Linked DNA regions of Mus musculus: region 2 is linked to region 1. The links are chromatin contacts, called in public promoter capture Hi-C maps. All regions are on one chromosome and are shown on one strand. The core of a region is the stretch at or near the end of the contact, and the rest is flanking DNA. Distances in the headings are between cores, read along the strand shown.

Region 1 (2,938 bases), core at 323-2,822:
AAGCTTTCACAACTAGTATTAAATGTGATCCTCACAACAGCTTGTAAGGAAGGACAAAAGGACAAATAAAATTCACTCTATTTACAAGTAAGAAACCTGAACCAGAGAGGTTATGTAGTTTGCCAAATGTCACACAGTTGGGTGGAAAGGTACAGATTTCTTTCCTCAAGGCTGCAATTTGGGCTCTGGGCTTATTGATGTCACGTGTGCAAGAGATGATTCCAAACTGCTAAAAGAAGAGTCCAGAAAGCTGGGGCTATCTATATATAGCTCAGTTGTAAAGGGTTTACCTAGTATGCATGAGGCCCTTACATTCAATCTCCGTGCCTGAGAGGGAGACAAAGGCAGAGACAGAGAGAGACGGGAAGAAAGAGATTCTGGTAAAAATGTAAAAACATGAACTTGAAAAGTTAAGGCAATTCTGTTGAGTGGAATTAGAGGTAATTTTAATAATCATTAGCTGGCAAAACATCCATTGAAACCGTAACATAAGATACCATGAATGCATACACCACACACTGCCCAACACAGATTTTCTAAACAGTCTCTCCAAAATACGCCATTCAGAGATTACCAGACCCTGAGAATATGGGCGTCGGTTTAAGATTGAAAAGGCTGCCACTTCCCCTAAATGAAGACCAAAAGGGAAAGGCTCGCCGGAAAGGAGGGTGAGGACACAGAGCTAACGAGGCTCTCGGGGATAACGCGCAGGTTGCAAACTCCCAGGCACCAAGAAGCCTAAGAATAAGCTCGCCATCTCCGGGCTGCATCTTCCCACAGGCTCCGCACCCCAGGGCAAATGGCAAGAACCCGGCAGCTAAAGGTGAAAGCGGACTGGCCATAACTGCAGAATCCGAAATAATCTCCCCGAGAGGCTGCTGCCTGGCGCATACCGGCACAGGACGTTATTTTAAGCACGAGTCCCGGGAGAGCGGCCCGAGCATCTGCCCAAGAGCATCCCATCCGAAATGGGCTCGGGAGGCAGAGCAGGGAGGTACAGCCGGGCAAGGAGGTACAGCCGGGCAGTGGGGTGCAGTCCGGTGGAACCTGCCGGTCCTACAGCCACGGTCCCGGCCGCGCGACCCCTCCCCAGGACAAGGCTCTGCGGCGCGCGTTACCTTGGTGTAGAGCTCGGACGCGGCCATGGCGGGCCCAGCGCCGACGCCCCCCGCCTAGGCGGAGGCCGCAGCTCGCGTGGCGGCCGCCCGCGCGGGTGAAACGGTGGCGGGCGGGGAGCAGGGGAAGGGCCGGGCCGGGCAGGGCGGGCCAAGCTGGCGGGCGGGCCCGGGCGGGCCGGGGCGGGGCGCGTCAGGCGCTAGCGGCGGGCGGGAGCCTGACAGTCATCACCTCCAGGGCTCGGCGGCCGCGTGAGCCCGAGGCGCGTGCTCGGGGGACTCGGGTACCAGCCTCCGCGGCCGTCGCCGCCTCAGTCTCCCCAAGCCGCCTGGTCCACACACACAGCCCTTGCGGTCTCTTCAGTCGCCTCGCGTCCTCAGCGCCCCCTCGCTCCCTCAGTTTCCTCAGCCGCTTCGCCTCCTTAGAGGCCTGGTCTCTGTAGCCTCCTCTGTCTCCTCCGCGGCGCGCGATGCCGCCGCCGCCGCCGCCGCCGCCCTGTGCATTGTGGGAGCGGGAGGAGGCTGCGCTCGAGCGCTGCCACCGCGATCCCTCCCGGCTCTTTCGGGCTCACGCTGCCTCCCATCGGCGGCGGGCACCGAGCATCCTCGGCCCATGCGGCTGGCATCCCAAACCTGCTTTGGCGGAGTGGCCCCCCACAGTGTGCGCGAAGGTGGGGCAGTGAGGGAGCGCGTCCCGCTCGAGGTAGCGACGGTTAGAGTGCCCGCGTAGACCCGGCAGCCTCAAGGCTGCTCCTCCTGGCCCTGCTGTTTGTAGGGAGAGGACTTGAGGTAGGGGAGGGTTCGGGAAAGGCCTTTCTGAGAACCTGCAACTCCAGAAGAGACTTGCTCACGGCAGGGCGGGAAGCTGCACCACCCGGAATTTGAAGGATGCTCAAGGTCACTCTGCATTTGGGTTTGCACCCTTGGTGATGCAAGGACATAGGGTGGCCTCTAACACACAGAAACTCCAATGAACCTGAAAACAAGATGGCACTGGGAAATGGCCCATCTTAGACTTGGGCGTTTACATAGGTTCGCCACCATTCAGAATGAGACCTTTGTTCTGCTGATCGTGACAGCACTACCTGATGCTGATCCTGGAGTCACCTGAAAACGGCAACCTACTGAGAGAAACTCAAGTGTTTGCAGTCTTGACGCAGTCTATTCCGTGCCCTTACACGGACACAGGAATGTGGTCTTTTTCATCCCAACATGTTCTCTCCAGCCACACTTTCGTGCTCACTTGGAATACTCTTTAAAATTTTTAGCCTTTTAAAATGTGTCCATCTTCCTTCTTTAAACCTTAAGTTGTGGCCAGTGCCTATCATGGGAATCCAGTTTTATTGTTTGGCTTGTTGGGTTTTGAGACAGGTCTCACTAAGCAGCCCGGGTTTTCTTCAAACTCGCCATCCTCCTGCCTCTGCCTTGTGAATGGTGAAATTTTAGAGACATGGTTCTGAGACCAGTACAATGGCAGTCAAAGCACAAGCCTGACTCCCTAGTTATGTCTGAACATGAGGTGGGTATTTGAAGGAAGACTGTTCACCACTTTGATGTTTCTGGATTCCATCCTTTCTTTGTCTGCCTGTGAAAGGAGACAAAATGTACTTTGAGCCAGCAGAGCATCCAAAGCAATGAGTTGAGCTCCTGTCTCTTACACTTCCTTCATGCCTGTAGAAGGTGCCTGTTTCCTTACCCTCTAGATATTAGCTACCGGTCAGGACAGTTGAGGAATACTGAGTATGATGGGTTGGTGAGTCGGAGGGGGGGGGGGTAGGAAGAACCAAAACACTCAAAACTCTGAGAGTTCTTATAAAAGTGAC
Region 2 (2,938 bases), core at 122-2,621, 490 kb before region 1:
CTGTTGTAGAACACAAAGTTGGAACGGGAAGATGGGATGGAGCAGGAAAATGGGCACATGCTGTCTACCAGGTGATTAGAAACAGCATCTGTTAAAAACCACTGCCTTGCTTGGACCCATAAGATAACTAAAAACAGAGTAACCCCTAACATCTATGCTTTCATTTTGTGTCTGCCTTCCTGTTTTGGGTTGCCTAGGTACCTCTGCATGTGGACATATTTACCATTCAAGGACTTCTCTCATGGTCCTTCAGGATAAAGGCATAAAACTAAAGTATGAGAGACATCTTAGAGTCAGCTTTTACAATTACTCCTCAAAGGCACCTGTGGTCACTTTGGATTCCATGAAAATGGTCAGTTACCCATCCCATCCATGGTGGGGAGGATGCATCTTGGAACATGAGCACTTATCCTCTGAGAATGACATTGCCCCCTCAGGCAAAAGGGACTCTTGGGAACAACTTGCAGAACCAGTCTTAAAGAATGACCAGCCAGGACACATTGTGACCAGGATTGCTCAATTATACATACAAGAATGCTTCCTGCCCCAGTTGCTCTGCTTAAATCTAAAGCTCATATGGGCTTATTGACTTCTTTATCTGATCCTTTCCTAGGTGTGTGCATTAATGAAATATATCTCTGCTTCTCACCTTTACTCCTTTGTTTAGTTAGAGGCACCACACCTTGGTGCGATTTATGACCTTTTCTGCCATAAATTGCTTTAAAAAGACAAAACAAAACAAAACAAAACAAAACAAAACCCAAACCAAAAAAACCTCATGTAGCCCAGACTGGCCTTGAACTCTGTATGTAACTGACTGATAAACTTCTGGTACCCCTCCCTCTGCTTCAATTGCTGGGATCTGAGATTACAGGCATGTAACACCACATCCAATTTATACATTATTTGGAATTAAATCTAGGGCTTTGTGTATGCTTGTGTAAGCACCCTACCAACTGTGCTACGATCCCAGTTCCTTAGCTTTTATCTGTCTTCCATGACAAGTTTGAAAGGCTTTCCCATTATCACGCTCTCCCATTAGTAACCAAGGGATTAAGAAAAGCCTTACTCTGTATTATTTGTTTACAAAAGGCCCACCATGCAAGAAGGAAATGTATTACCCAAAAAAAAAAAAAAAAAAAAAAAAAAAGCCTATAGATAGGCTTTCTACCTTCCAGAGGGTCACGGGCAGGTACATATACAGGAGCAGAAAGCATTTTTCTCAGCCTAGTGTCTGTACCCTCTTATAACAACACCCTTCCCATTGTAAAGGACCAGGTCCGTATGTATGGAGCCGCACCCTTCTCCCTTGAACTACAACTCCCAGCATGCAGTCTGCCCCACGAGTACGCACGCGCGTGGGAGGGGACAGTGAAGGGGAACCAGCAATACAGACAGCGCGGTCGGGTTTAGGGGCAGCTGGCGGGAGGATTCGGCAACTCCCTGAACTTGAGGCACCGCGGAGTGTGGGCGCCGGGAAGAGCGATTCAAACCTTGCGGACTGTGCAGTGGGTCGGCGGCCAGACAGGTGAGTTCAGCCCAGTGCTTTCCAGGAAGTCCGTCGGCGGGCGCGGCAGCGGGTCGCTCCGGCCTGGGCGACTAAGAAGGGAGCGGCTGTGCTTCCTGCGCCTTGCCCGCGGGCCTCGCTAGAGAGCAGAGGGTGCCGGGCCGTTCTGGGACGGCGAGCTGTGCTGGGTGTCGCCCGCGGCCAGGCGCGCAGGCTCTGGGCTGGGGTTGAGTCACTTGTGGCCGGCCAGCAGGGGTTCGGAACCGGCCGCCTGGGATTCGGGGCCGCCACTAGTATTTGAGACCGGTCTCCTGGAGTTCGGGACTGTCTACGTAGGGTTTGGGGTTTGGCTGTCTGGGTTTGGGACCGGCCGGTGCTCCGGAACCGGCGTAGCTGGGAAGCTGTCTGAGAAGCGCCTTGCCTTGCCGCCCCTCTACCCCAGCCTTCATCTCGCTGCCTGGCTGTTGTTGGATGAGAGGAAACCCACAAAACTTGGGACACACCCTTTTTGTGATTGAAATCTGGTGTCTTGCATTGGCCATTTTGCTTATCTGCTCTGCCCTGCCTTAGAATAAGTTTCTGGCTCCTGTGCAGCACAGCTGGGGCCAGCTGTGAAGCTGATGCGGGTTTGTTTTGAGGACGTGACTGGGTCGTTGTATCTTCGCTTACAGAAGTTGATGCGTTTCCTCCGCAAGTCTGCATTCTGATTACAAACAGAAATGGGAAACAGCCCCAATTTTTACTTTCCTTTTCTTTCTCGACTCTTTCCCTCTCTCTTCTCTGTTTAAGAATCCCCTTTCCCCTTTCGAATCCTACCACACACACACCCCACCCACGTTCCCTTTCTACTCTCCCATCCAACCCACCCCCCTCTTTCTTGTCTTCTAAGAATCACATTCCCAACTTGACCTCTGCTTCTCTTTAAAAAAAAAAAAAAAAAAAAAAAAAAACCCAAAAACCACAGTCATCTCTTTGGTAATGAACACTGCAGTAAAACTTATCCCAGGAGGTCATACTTAAACAGGAAATGAGCCTGTGGAGATTTGCTGGCTATGAGCAGTCTTCTTTGGTTTCTGACATTTAGTGCAGTTCATGTTTCTTTTTCTGAAAAACTTCGGAATAGGTTTTTTTTTTTGCATATTAAATTGATTAATCAATTGACCTGTCATTATTTTAGAAGAATAGCTTTGCTCAGACTCCTTTTTATTAGTTCTCTTCCTAGTCCTGGTCACACATTTTATACACATATATATCTCTTTTTGATATTTTGAGCTGTGTAGCTCAGGCTGGCCTTTAAGCCTCAGCTTCCCAGTACTTGAATTACAGACGGAGCCACCGAGTCTGGCCATGTCTATAATGTATTAAGAGCTGACAGTAGGGCCAGGAGAGAAGGCTCAGAAGGTGAGAACACACACTGAATCCCATCTCTGG

What was found. Promoter capture Hi-C pulls out the DNA fragments that hold promoters and counts their contacts.
Region 2: a promoter capture Hi-C map of erythroid cells shows a contact between it and region 1, with 14 times the contacts expected there. The contact joins the promoter of Tmod3 here to the promoter of Myo5a in region 1. A contact is called at or near these places in 6 of 39 promoter capture datasets (the 3T3-L1 cell line, the C10 cell line, embryonic stem cells and 3 more), 1 of 115 datasets of contacts at active chromatin or transcription factors (bone marrow-derived macrophages) and 2 of 9 other capture datasets (adipose tissue and embryonic stem cells).

Annotation. Positions count from the first base shown.
Region 1 is chr9:75,069,840-75,072,777 of GRCm38.p6, reverse strand. It overlaps Myo5a (myosin VA), which reads right to left and starts at 1,572. Exons shown (of 41, transcript NM_010864.2): 1 at 1,119-1,572. The coding sequence starts at 1,145.
Region 2 is chr9:75,558,090-75,561,027 of GRCm38.p6, reverse strand. It overlaps Tmod3 (tropomodulin 3), which reads left to right and starts at 1,371. Exons shown (of 10, transcript NM_016963.2): 1 at 1,371-1,528.